Regions from separate parts of the Callithrix jacchus genome. Here region 1 is linked to region 2. A link is a contact called in public Hi-C data. All regions are on one chromosome and are shown on one strand. The core of a region is the stretch at or near the end of the contact, and the rest is flanking DNA. Distances in the headings are between cores, read along the strand shown. Region 1 overlaps NTM (neurotrimin). Region 2 overlaps NTM (neurotrimin).

Evidence for each region. A called contact is a pair of places that touch in the nucleus more often than the background predicts.
Region 1: a contact with region 2 is called in a Hi-C map of induced pluripotent stem cells, with 4 times the contacts expected there. The contact joins two enhancer-like sites. A contact is called at or near these places in 2 of 3 Hi-C or Micro-C datasets (induced pluripotent stem cells and skeletal muscle).

What each region holds. Positions count from the first base shown.
Region 1 is chr10:31,459,150-31,466,104 of calJac240_pri, reverse strand. The region is part of intron 2 of NTM (neurotrimin); the gene reads right to left. Among named protein-coding and RNA genes, the nearest start is that of NTM, 290 kb to the right of the region's middle. Within about 2 kb of position 2,709, at least 4 of the 16 cell types and tissues checked have an H3K27ac peak or open chromatin away from gene starts, as enhancers often do.
Region 2 is chr10:31,371,612-31,378,580 of calJac240_pri, reverse strand. The region is part of intron 2 of NTM (neurotrimin); the gene reads right to left. Among named protein-coding and RNA genes, the nearest start is that of NTM, 200 kb to the right of the region's middle. Within about 2 kb of position 2,255, at least 6 of the 16 cell types and tissues checked have an H3K27ac peak or open chromatin away from gene starts, as enhancers often do.

The DNA.
Region 1 (6,955 bases), core at 1,460-3,959, 87 kb before region 2:
ACCAACAGACGGGGGAGAAGGCGGGTAGGCAAAAACAATTTTTTTTCCCTCAATGAGGATGTCAAATCCTTGTTCTGGCACTTTATTTTAAAAGGCTATCTGCAAACATAAGATCTCTGTTCTCCACCCCCTGGAGAGAGAGAGAGAGAGAGAGAGAGAGAGAGAGAGAGAGAGAGAGAGCTGCCATGCTGTCTACAAAGGGTCTCAGGCATCACCTGGGCCCCCAAGGCACAGGTCCTTCCAGTAGCATTTGTCCAGCAGTGCTCCTGGTGTGGGATGGGAGAGCATTTTTGCAGATTTTCCAAAAGCGTGCAAAATTACAGCGGCAAGCATCGTCCCCTAATTGCATTATGTCACTGTCTGGCGCCATATTTAAATGCAGGTTTTGTCCAGAGGTGGGCAGGTGACCCAAATGACTACGAGATAAGAAGAAAGACACACACATTGACACTCATACACAGATAATGAGGACACAATTTGCAGTTCTTACAAAGCCCAGGCCTGGGGCCTAGCCGAAGCACTAGGGTTGATCTGGCAGAAACAGCCCTGTGATGCTTTTGGGGCCGCCAAAACGTCCTGCTCACAGAAGGCCACCAGCATCCCTTGTCCTCTAAGGCAGGTGTCCTCCCAGGTTAGTGGAGATGGACTTGTCAACCACAAGCCTCTCCCCTCAGTCAGGAGCCCGTAGGAAGCCCTGATCATCCCCGTGGTCACCAGCTATACTCCAGTGGGCAGCCAGCAAGGGTTCTGCAGTCACCTTCTGACCCATTGCTGTACTCACCATTTACCACCAGAAGCCTTAGGAGTTTTCTGGCCCTCCTGCCCTCCTCAGCCCTCTCATCCTTCCCCATCTATTTTTAGGCTAAAGCCTAAAATAGACAAGGGACATGGATACTCCCCTCCCCTCACCCACCCAGACACTGTGGTCTTCTCTGTCTTAAGGGAGCAGTTATCACAAAGGCTTTATTTTGAAGGCCAGAAAGAAGCAGCTAAGGCTGGTCCATAGATATTTGAATTCCATAAGCTTCCACTGAGGCCCTACTGTGTACCAGGAGTGCTAAATACCAAAGTACAATGATGTCCCTTTCCCACTACCAGTAGTCTAGTGGAAAAAAGTATATACGAATAAGTATCCTGTCATCCAGTTAACGCCAGCCTAGAGAGCCGTGAACAAAGACAAGCTGGGTTTGAGTGTGGTCTGATGAGTGAACAGGAAGAGTCTGGGCAGAAGAGAATGTGCTGGAATCCCAGGGAGACTGAACCGGGGAGGCACTCCAGCTGTCCGGGGTGTGTGACGCGGTTTCCTCAGAGCAGCAGAGCCACACGGCACTCATTCCAGCCATTCAAGCACACCTGCGCCTGCTTCACGAAGCAGGCGCAGCTCCTCCATCCACGTGCAGTGCGGATGGACACCTGTCTCCTCTCAGAGGAGGCTTCTTTGCTCAAGTCGCCTGCCTCTGCCTTTCCCTGACTGCGGAGGCCTGGCTTGCTGACATTGCTGCCTGGACCCTGATGCAGTTGGGCCTGTGCTCTGTTTTGAGGCCTCCCCAGAGCGGGTACATTCAAGGGTCTCCTTGCTGCTCTGCTCCCGGCGGGGAGGGAGGGACAGCACCACTCAGACTTGTTCCTCCCACGTCTGCCAAGAAGGGCGGTCCTCCCGGACTCATGGTGTGGAAAGCAGAGTCCACTCCAGAAACAGGGAATTTGTGTAGAAAGAGAAAGAGAAAGGAACGGGCACGCGGAGAGGAACACAGTGAGGGCACGCTGCGGGCCCCTGGCCATCTGCTGCCAAGCGGCAGTGCAGGTGAGGGCAGCCAACAGCCAGCCCAGGGCTCTCAGGTGGAGCTGGGATGGGGGCCTCTTTGTCCGTGAGCCAAGCACCTGCTGCTGTCCAAGATTTGGAGCCCCCAAACCTTGACTCGACCTTCAAAGGGATCTTAGCTCTCAAACCAACAAATATCATTGCCCCCACCAGGTGGCCAGGTCCTTACTCCGAGGCAAGCTCCCCAGGTCCTTATTCTGAGGCAAGCTCCTGGGACACACTTCTCTTTGCCACTTTTGATACCACCTCTTTGATCAACCACCATTGATGGGCACTTTGTCACTCTCCAGTGGCCTGTGAATTTGCCCAAGGCCTCAGCTTCTTATAACGCTGACTCTTGGCGGTTTTCACGGGGCTCCGAGCCATTTGCCACCTCTGCCAAGTCACATATATGCCCAGCTCAGTGTGGGCTCCAGAGGAGGGTGAGGGCAGCCACCGGCAGGCCCTGCCAGCCCAGAGCTAACATTGCTTCAACCGCATTCTCTGCAAGCCCAGAGCTGTTAAGGCCGGTGCAAGCAGGAGCTGTGGCTGATCCCCTGAACATGCAGGTGATTTAGAAGGAAGGAGACAGGTGTCCCTGGCCTTCCATAAATAAATTGCACAGTGATGGGGTTGGGCGGGGAGGGTGAGTACAGAAACCAGATAGTGCCCCAGGGAGTCAAGGGGTGGAACTGGCCTTCCGGGCTGATTATGCTTCTGCCCGGGGGAGATAGAAATGGCTCCTTCCTGGCATCCATAAAGTTGCTGAGTGCAGACCTTACCTAGAAAGGCAAGAGCCAAAAACCTCCTAGTAAGTTCTTGAGCAGAGCCTATTAGGGAGGAGTTCCTGGCGCTTTTGCTAGGAGAGAATCAGGGCTGGGAGGAACGGTCAGAAGAAAGATGATGGGGGCGGGAAAAAGTGAACGGAAGATGGAGTGAGGAAGGACAGAGCAGGAGGAAGAGGGAGAGCATCGGCAGACAGTGAAGCAGAGGGAAGGATGTCTGCTTTCAGAAAGGGCTGGAGGCTGAATTTCCTGGGAGCCTCCTGGGCCCCAGGCCTGTAGCATCTACTGAATGAACACTAGGATTGCTCAGTGAGGGACCAGATGGGCAGGGGATGGCTCTCATCACACAGACACCTCGCTGGGCAGTGTCAGAGGTGGTTTTAGCCTAGATCTGAGATCTCCAAGAAGGGCTGTAACTCCCGGACAGCACCTGTGTCTGAGAAACAAACCTCCCTGATCCAGTGGGGTAAAGGAGCAGGTGAGGTAGGGAGCAGAAGGGGACACAGTGGTCCTAGACCTCAATGCTCAAGCCTGTCTCCTGCCCCAGTGCCTCGTGTCTGTTTCCTTGGCCTCACCCCAGCCCCACTAGAGCCTCCATTCCAGGTAGAGACTGAGCAGCTGGCAGAGAAGGCCCAGCCCCGACGAAGCCCTGCTCTCCAAGCCGTTTTGCCACGGCACTCGGAAATGGGAATGAAGCAGACAGCCACAGAATAATAAATGAACACAGGCGTGCATTCCTTAGCAAAATAAATAAATGTATAAGAAAAAAAGAAAAAAAAGAAAAGATTTGAGGGCATTTTTTTTTCTGTTTTTTCCTTTTTGGTTCATTTTGCTTAAAATCTAAGAACTACTTTTTGCCAAAAGAAATGAGTGTGGAGTGAGTACTGGACGTGGTGGGAGAAGAGCTTTTGGGGTGCTTTCTCTTATCTTGCAGTGAGGCAGCCGATGTGATATTTTAATAGGGAACTCATTTTAATAGCCTACAAATGAGAAGTCAGAGACAATTAAAATTCATTTCCAATTAATTGTTTTTTCTTCTCTCATTACCAAGAGTTGCCAGTCAGACACCAACAAAGCCTTCAAAACAAAAGCAGCTCCCAGCCTCCGCTTCAATCTGATGCCACCTGGAAGGAGACTCCAGATTGCATCAGTATCTTTGCTTCAAACTTCTCTCCCTTCAGCAAATGATTTCCCCAACCCCTTTGCAGGCAACAGATAGCTCAAGTCTTCAGAAGCTGGGACCCTCTACGCCGTGCAGTCACGGACAAGTTCATTACCATGGCACTGCAGGAGGCTTTTTTATAGTTTTTAATTCTGGTTTATTTGTTCTCCTGAGGAATGGTCTCAGCAACCGCATTTCTTGAGACTGATTTAGCTTCCTCCCTTTCCCTCACCACCCCCCTTCTGTGCTGTGACCAACAATCCAGGCTACGAAAACAGCCTAAGATGACAGACCCTCACCTGAGCCGGGAGCCAGAGCCTCAGTGCCCCCACGGCTGAACTGCTGAGTGACGTTGCTCTCCCCCCTCACCTGTGCAATAAGGGAGCCTCCTTCAATGTCTCCAACATGGCTTCCAGCTCTACAACCTTTACTCTGCATTAAAAACACATTAGCAATGGCATCCATGGAACATTTAATGGATGCCAAGTATCTTACACACACACCTCACTTGATGCTCATAAAACACCTCCTTAACCAGATGCCTCTGCTATCCACCAATTCTCAGAGGAAGAAATGGACTATGGGGCTTTTCAAAACATGCCGAGCCAGGGTTTCAGCGTGGCTGATTCCAGAGCCCGACCTCTTAACCTCGATTTCCTCCATGGCTTTGATCTCTGACTCCTTTAAAGATGCCAGAATTCCTGGAAAACCCCCAGCCTTGTTCTTCCCCACCTCCCTCGTCTCTCTCTCTTTGAAAGGGGGGAATGTTCTAGTTAAACTCTTCACCTCACCTGGATCTTGATGACTAGAGTGGACTGCCCTGAGTGACCAACCCTACAGGATGCAGAGAAGCTGGGGCGGAGACACTACCACATCTCTTCTGGTACAAAACCCAGAGGGGCATGTCCGCTTCCCTGAGTTCCAGCCCCTTTTGAAAGCACAGCTGGTCCTCTGTGCTCCCCCTACTGACCACCACCAGTGGAGCAAGTCTCCCCAGGGGCGAAAGTTCTCACTGAGCCTTACCTTATTATTATTATTGTTGTTGTTTGAGATGCCTCGTAATAACTGGGATAGGTTTCTTAGGAAGCCAAATAATGGGATGCATTTCCACCCTGGCTTTATAATTAATGTTTGCATCATTTATCTTTCGCGGAAAGATTATTCTGACTAACGAGGTTCTGGGCCACTAATTCATTACACTGCCTTGTCACTTCCTGCTCCTTCTTATTACCCAGAAATAGACTCATTAGTCAGAGTTCAATGACAGGGAGAAATTGTGTTCCTTAATTTAATTCCCTCACTCACTTCTGGGCCCCATGTTTGTCCGAAATTGGGGATTAGAAGGGGGGAGATATGAGTCATCCTAAGTCTCTGCTTCAGACTCATTATACCTCCCCTCTTGCTCCTGTCCAACAAGGAAAGGGCCAGGAGAGCTTGTTGTGGCTACACGGGTGCTGTCCTTTCTCCACTCAAAGCTACAAGCAGGTGAAGGGACACAGCCCAAGCACTTAGGGACTTGTAACAAATAATCAAGGTTTTTTTTTGTTTTTTTTTTTAATCTCCACTCATAATTAGTAGTACTACCTGGGAATCCTTCCTTAGGAATATCCAGAAATTGCCGATAGCAAATGCGATAGAAGATATTTATAGATATACAGAGAGGTAGATACACACAAACACACAGGTAGAGAGGTAGATATACACGCCCACATACATGCACGACACAAAGTGCTTCCAAAGTCCTCTGCCATGAGAACGTAAGGTGTTACAATAAAGAAATGAACAGCCCAGGCTTGCGTTCCATTGGCATGTGTTCAAATCCTGCCTTTTCTCATGCGAGTTGCAAGGCCTTGTTCAAGATACTTAACCTCACCCGGCTGCAGCTTCTCAACCACAAAACAGGCATGACAAAAGCTATCTCTCATCATTATGAGGCTCAAGTGGCACAAGGCACTAGAAGTGGATTGCACAGTGTGTAGCAACTGTGACTATTAGGAACCTGGAAGAAAGGTGTCCTTGGAGTTCAACTAATCAAAACCTCGCAGTGGGAAGAGGGGCGTCTCCAGGCAGTGGGTCCCAATTCTGGCAGCACAGAGGAGGCACCTGAGGATGCCCAGGCCCACCCAGACTGTTTGAGTTGGAATCTGAGGCATGCGGGGAGGGAGTTCATGGGTTTAAAATGCTCCTCCATGGTTCTAAGGTGAGGTCAGCATGAGAAGCCCTCAAGGTCTTGAGAACTGCGATGTTTCACTCCTGGACTGTTCCTATTGAGAGAAGCCTGAGGCCAAACACTTGCTCACTGCTGTAAGGCAGAAAACTTTCTCTGGGTCCCTCCAAGACCAGGATTAGTACTCATGTGATTCCAGGTTCTGGTAAGCTCACTGGGGGCAAAAGCAGGTGTATCACCTGGTGTCATGGGGCTGCTACCCTACAGGGGAGCTGGAATCAGATCACCAATGAATGCTTACATACAAAGCAAAAACAAATGTACGGAAGGAAAAGGGTGGATTCAAGTGTGAGCAGCCAGCATGGGGATCAGGAAGGCTTTCCCAAGGCAGGGTCTGGACTGAATTACTAAGGGTACTGAGGGAGCAGAAGTGCTTTCTAGGAAGAATGAGTAAAGACTATCACAGGCTGGGTGCAGTTTCTCATGCCTGTAATCCCAGCACTTTGGGAGGCTGAGGTGGGTGGATCACCTGATGTAGGGAGTTGGAGACCAGCCTGACCAATTTGGAGAAATCCCATCTCTGCTAAAAATACAAAAAATTAGCTGGGCATGGTAGTGCATGCCTGTAATCCCAGCTACTCAGGAGGCTGAGGTAAAAGAATCGCTTGAACCCGGGAGGCGGAGGTTGCAGTAAGCCGAGATTATGCCATTACACTCCTGCTGGGGCAACAAGAGCAAAACTCCATCTCGAAAAAAAAAAAGACTACCGCAAAGCCCATGTGGCTGGAACAAGAAGAACCCACAGAAGAGCAGAGTTGGAGAGCAAGCAGAGGCCAGTGCCCACAGGGCTTTGTAGATTCTGCCCAGAATCAGGGTCCTCCTCTTTAGGGGCAAAGGGAGCTTTTAAATGAAAGAATCCCAGGTAGGGCACAGAGGTGGGATGGCAAGATCCAATAAGCCATCCCCAAACCCCACTTATTTCCTTACAGCATGATCACGAGGACCAAGACCATGGCATGGAGCAAGGGGCCAGCCAAAGC
Region 2 (6,969 bases), core at 1,006-3,505:
CACTTATTTTTTAGGTTAACTAAAATTAATTTGATGTAGTAGATTGCCTGATACGTCTTTCAGTAGCTAAAGTTGCTCTAGGTTCAGAAACGGTCAGTGTGAGATAAGTGTTGTAGATTGTTCTTTCCAAAGAGTTAAAAATACTTAGAAAGCAGTCTCTTAGTGCTGAAGCTGGTTGTCTACTTTCTTTTTCTTTTAAAGCACCTTAAGAGGAGAACAGAGTATTATAGTGGCCTGAGAACCCACTGTATTAATTATTTATTATTGCTTTGTAACAAACAAGGCAGCCTGAATGACAAACTTATTATCTCACAATTTCTGGGGTCAGAAATCTTGGAAGAGTTTACCTGGGTGTCTCTGATTCAGGGTTGCTCCTAAGGGCACAGTCAATCTGTGGGCCAGGCCTGTTCTAAAGGCTTGCCTGGAAGGAGGAGCAGATCTGCCTCAAGCTCACTCATGTGACTGTTAGCAGGTTAGGGGTCTCTACACAGGGCTTCCTCACAACATGGCAGCTGGCTCCCTGAGTGAATCCAAGAGGGAGTGAGAGAGCTTGCCCAAGAGGAAATCCATGAGCTTTTTGTCACTTAACTGTGGAAGTGGCAACCCCTCATTACAGCTGTATTCTATTTGAAGGTGAGGGTCTGAAGCTCATCTCAGTGGCTGTCTGCCGTAGTCATCTACATACGGGTGATCTCTGGAGAGACTTTCAATGCACATGGCTTTATGAACCTATGGAAAAACTGAGGCTGGAGAATCCCTTGAGCCTAGGAGTTCGATACCAGCCTAGGCAACATAGTAAGACTTTGTCTCTACAAAAACAAATTAAAAAAATGGTACACGCCTATGGTCCCAGCTTGGGAGGCTGAGATGGGAGGATTGCTTGAGCCTGGGAGGTTGAGGCATCAATGAACTGTGATTGCATCACTGCATTCCAGCTTGGGTGACAGAGAGAGATCCTGTTTCAAAAAAATAAAAAGGGAAAAACTAAAATATTGTTTTAAAAGTCTAACACACACACATATACACACACATGAGATTACCTATGAGAGTGTGTAATTTCACTGGCCTTTTAGAGATCAGTTACTACAGGTAAGGTTCTGTGCTCAACAGTGTGTAAACACAGTCCCGTTTAGCAGAGAGAACTTGCGTGGGTGGAAGCCTTGAGTTAGGTTCTGGTGAGAATCTGAGTGGGCAGGGAGAAGAACGGAAAGATGATAAGGAAAAACACTAGAAAATCAACATGGCCTGGAGCCACGGAGGGAAAAAGGAAGGGACACAAAGAGAAAATGAGCTGAAACAGAGAAGCCAAAAATAGGACAAACCACATACTACAACCACTTGGGGCAGGCAAGATTTTTACACTTCTTCTATCTTGGTGTTTTGATGAAATGCCCTAGATAGAGGCAAGAAGTGAGATAGAGAAGGAGGAGGTAAATTCCATGGCCTTTCAAAATCTACTCGACTCTGGGCACCCATGATTCTGCATCCGATGGTGCCCCAGAGAGAGCAGCAACCCCCTGAGCTCACAACTGTGCTTGCTGTGTGCTCACAGAACATGGTGGTGTTGGCTCCGGTGCCCTCTGTGGGCAGAGAGGAGTTCAGTCCTGCTCCTCTGCCCTCCTTTCCTGCAGGAACTAAACCCCAAAGGAGGGCCTGAGGAGTGTCTCCCATGTAGAACTTCCTCCCACCAAGCCTGGGAGGACTTGTCAATCGCAATCAGCCACCAGCGTGGGTTCCCCCAGCCAGGCCAGCTGGCAGGAAGGCTGCCAAGGCAGCAGATCTGACGAAAGAATTCTCAATCACATTTACATGTGCATGGTGCAAAAAGGGAAAGGAAGGGGGGAAAAACCCCTCCGGAATCCAAAAAGAAAGTCACTAACTAATTCACACAAAAAAAGAATCAGCCACAGATTTGTCTCAGATGTTCTCAAATTGCTGTCCTTAAAAGCTCTGCTTCCCCGTCTTCCTCCTCCTCCCATCCGTCCAATCGCCCAAAGAAAGTCTCTAATTTTGCTTTAATTTGTGCCTTGGTTGCAAGAACAAAACAGAGCGTCACTGCAGTTCCCCCTAACACCCCCCCACTGCATCCCCCTTGGCCTCTCAGCAGCTGCGCTTCCTCAATGGTCTGATAGAGTCCTTTCTCCACCATCGTTCCCTATTCTTTGCCAAGCGGATCCTGGCAGCACCAGGCCTAGTGTAGCACTGAGTGGGGGAGGCCTGGAGAGGGCCAGCCTCCATCCCATCAGACATCAAAGGGTCACATGGATCCCAGCTCACCCTCGGCCTCTCAGGGAACCAGGGACTGCAGGCTGAGGACACTGAAGGGCAAAGAGTGAAATGGCTTCTTCCGGGGTGACACAAGCTGTAATCTCACAAAATTGCAGATATCTTGGGCATTGTGCCAGGACCCCAGGGGTAGTAACAAATTTGGGTGTTTACATCACTTTTCAAATAAAAAATAAACACAACAGGCTGGTTACTTCCTCCCAGTTGAACCCTTTTGGAATATCAGATGACAGATTGTTTCTCTGTTGACTACTAATCGGACACAGGGTTTTATTCTCAGATATAGTCTTGGCTCGAACAAGAGGAGCCCTCACTTAAAATTCTCACTTCCCACACTCCAGGGAGGCTAATTTAACTCCCCTCTCATGGCCTCCGCCCCTGCCTCCACCAAAGATGAGAGTTCTGAGGCGCTTCTAATTAATCTTCGTAAATTGCTCTGCGATCTTGGGATATAAAGGCAAAGTATTATTAGAAAATGCTGGCTGGGTTAGTAGCAGGCCATAAAAGTCGGATGCTGATCAGCTCACTTTTCACACTGCAATTATTGGGAACGGTTGCAAGTGGTTTTATGCGATGGGAACATCGTAAGTCCTTAGGAAAAGCATGGGGCAGGGACTGAGAGACGCTCTCACTCGTGGTGGGTGTCAGCAAAGAGGGCTGTCAGCCGGTTAACCTCTGAGCTTTCTGCCTATAGTAGTCCTAGTGTATTGGGATCCCGGGAAGATGCTGCTGGCACGTCTGTTCTTTCTACTGTTGAGCATTCATAAAAGATCACTTGTAGCTAAAATGGACTTGAAAGTAAGTAGTTCCCATCTTGTTAGGCAGGAAGAGAGAGCTCCATGCTAACATTTTCTAGCTGGCGACCCTTGAGATAGTGACTACCTGATTTAAGGGGTCCATTGATAGTGAACTCATATCCATGAAAGCACTTCTCACGGGTTCATCTATGAGTTTCATGCAAATCCAAGAATAGAAGAAATCCATAGGAAATTTAGAATACATACCCCTGGGTTCCTCAGCCCCAGTTTGTGACTCATTGCTAGTCCATTCACAAAGATTAAACTAAAAAGTCTGGCCTCCGAATTGTTGTGTGACAGGAGGCAGGAGTCAGTCTCCCTCTCCCTTTGAGTCACCATCTGTGGTTAGCAGATATTAATCCACACCTTCTAGGATATTTGGTGGAGTAACTAATTAACATTTAAAGAATGCTCTTTGAACACAAAAAAGCACAGTGTCTGAAGGTAAGGTGTGATTACTCTTTTGAATTGCACACTTGCCAGGGTGATTTTTATGGAGGCATATGACCTTCAGAAGAAAAATACCCAATTAGTGGAGTTTGTTTATTATTTCATGTTAAAACATTGTTAACACAGACATTTTCCCTTAATATTTTATGAAGAAAATATCTTAGACAGATTTAGTATTTTAATATCTATTTGCCACAAGAGCTAAAGAACTAGATAATGAGACGTGTGTAGTATATTGGGGAGGTGGGATGGGGAAGGTACTGTTATGAGACTACAGATTTCTTTGAAATGAGTGAAAAATTCAAGGTACAGAGAGTCTGTCTTCTCTACTCTGGAGAAGGGGCTGGTATTCAGCTTAGGGACCTGAATCCAACTGGAAGAGCACGGAACATAATCTGTTCTGTTGGTACCAAGGACTCAGAGGCAGCTTCCCAGCACAGTGTCCCCAGCACTGTGGAAATAGGTTAGTGATGCATTCGGATCATCAAGGAGAGCCAAGGAGACGCTGCCTGTGTGTGAAAAGAGGAACCTCTAGAAGACCCAAGCAGCATTTGGAGCCATTGTCCTGCAGAAATCCCTTCTATTTGATTTTCTTAAAACCTCAGTTAGAAGGAACTACGGGCCATGAAGCCACAGGCTGGATAGAGAGGGACGGTAGAGAGACAGCGGGATACGATGGGATTCATAATGCCCAGCTCTGCTGAGATGGCATTATCCCAAATGCCAGTCAATCTCAAAAGAGGCCGAGATTTTTTGTGGCGGGGGCGGGGGGGGGGCATAGAGTTGTTGTTTGTCTAACAGAAAAGTAACAGAGAATGTGACGTTGACAATTATTGGGTATCAATGCACCACAAGATGTCCTAAGTATTTTGAAGGCATCCATTGATTCTTCCTCTTACCAATGCAGGAGTAAATAATATATATATTTTTTCAGATGAGAAAATGGAGACTTATCTAGAGTTAAAAAAATTAACAAAGCAAAACAAAAATAGAAACTAATAAGTGGTAAGTCCTGGACTTAAAATGCAGGCAGTTTAACTCCAAAGCATAGTTTAACTACTAAGTTAACTTTAGCATACATTACTTAAATTTAGAAGCGCAGCAACTGCTATCACTCTAAAAAAAGACGAAGAGATTCATTTACATACAGTTAGCTTTCCGGAAGGGGGAGGGCCCAGCTGACGAGCAGGAAGAGCTGGACTTTTTTTCCCATGTTTCTCACATGCCGCTTGGTGCCAGTCGGCGTAGATTTGAGTCCATATTTTCCCTTTCAAGGCTATTCTTGATGTTCATTTAAAACAGATTTCACTAGTATAGGAAACTCCACAGAAGTGTAGCTTTGAAAGCAGCAGCCTGGTCTGCATTCTAGAGGCCGGGAGCAGAACTCGTCTGAGTAAAGCTGGCTCCCGGGGGCATGGAAGGTGGGCATTGGGTGGGTGAGGGCCACTCTGGTGGGCTTCTTGATCTGCAGAGTGAAGGCTCAGAGCCCCTTTGGGACGGGATTTGAGGTCATCAGGATGGAAGAGCTCTGCATGGTCATGGCGAAGCCTGTTTCCCTTGCGGACAGGGCACCCTCTCGGGGGAATTAGAATGATTAGGGAAGATAGTTTGTTTCGCTTGAGAAGAGGCGGGAGAATGAGGCCATTTTGGGACCCTGGAATTTGAAGGAGTGAGGATGTCAGGGAAAGGCTGCAAGTGCTGGGCTTCAGAGGTGAAGTCGGAAATCTCGTATTAAACCAAGAGCATGGGAGGCCATTGTCTGGGATCAGCCTCCTGCCTGGGTCCTGGCAGAAGAGACCAAAACCAGGACGGAGTCACTTGTGTTAAGTGTTCAGTAATGAAACCAAACTTTAAAATGGACCAACTTTACAAAATGCAGGTGATTCCGGTCAGCCAGAGACAGTAACAAGGAAGTTCCCTTCTTTGAGCTCCATAAAGCAGCCCTTAAAAAGGGTCAACTGACTTTTTGTTCTCTGTTTCTGCTTTCCCCAGAACTTTTCTGCCTAAAAAGCCAACACCCTCAGCTCAGCTCATAGGAACACTCATTTTATTTTACTGATCCTAGAACCAAAAGTAAAATCCAAATGGTGCTTTCAAGTAAATTTGCTGTAATTTTGTCATCTGATGCTATTAGACTTCCTCCCTCTCATTGAAGCGACTGTGCTCTGTTACCGCTCAATCTTCAAAACACCTTGTGGTCCATGCCTCCTTGGGGACCAAGGAAAAGGACAGTATCTATACATTTGGCGAGCAGGAAGAAAACAGAGGTGGAAGGACAGTCCGGAGCCAGGAAGACTGCCAGCAACCCACAACAGCAGTGGACTCCACCCATCAAGGGGAAAGCGCGCTTCTGTGTCTCTGAGTTGTAAGAAGAAGGCATGGCCAGAAAGACTTGAAAAAGTTGTTTTATTCCAGAATAAAAAAAATACTCTCTCTGAATATGAGTACCGCAAATCCTGTACCGCACACCCTTTTAGCAATAACCCAGGGTCCCAAAATTCCCTAAAATTTTACTGCTTCCTGCCTCCCAGCTCTTTTGTTGTCTATTGACCAAGGATAGCTGTTACTCTTGACCTTTTGGTGGCCGCTGTGACTTCCACGAGAGAGAATTTTTGTAACTTCCCCTGTGACTGTGGTTCTTGGGATCTGTGCACGACGGCTACGAGAACCCAAATGCAGTGGGACAAAAAAAGATTCTTTTTTCTTCTCTACAAGGAGAGAAATCTTACGAATGGGACAAGCATGATGCAAGAGAGTATGAAGAAATGCTAATTTACGTTCCTGATTTCAGACATCAGAAAAGAAAGTCTACCGCCCACTGTTGGCTTTGAGATCGGGGGCAACCCGGAAGGTCAGTTCAGTTATAGACTTCTCCCTCTCACCTCCCTTCCCCTCCCATTAACTCTCTCTATCCGTCAGGTCACTTTGCCAATAGGAGACAGTCCTGTGGGTTCTCAACCCTACGGAATAGCCCTGGCCTACCCCACATCCTGGAGAGTGTGTGCCTGACCCTTTGTTCTCTCTCCCTCCCTCACAGATCCCAGTTTCCTTTGTCTCTAGCATGATCTATAGCTGCCCGCAGAGGGCAGGGGTGGCAGGTGGGTGGGAGAGGGCCAGATCGCTGTCTGTGGCCTCACAGTACTGATGTGTAATCACAACTCAGCCATATACCGTAATGCGGCTATAAAGATCTCAGAACCACAGTATATGAGAGTTATGCCTGAAATGAAGTCCAATCTGTGATAAAGCAGCCAGCATTAATGCCACAAATATGTGACAGCGGGCAGAGAAATGACTGATTGGGGATGTTTATAAATATAGGAAGTGAGCTGCTTGTGGCATCCAATAGAGGGGGTTAGCAAAATGAAGACAGATGGCGGCTGATGAGCTCTCAGATTCCTTTATGGCTGCCAATCCGCACAGATAGCCCACCGCT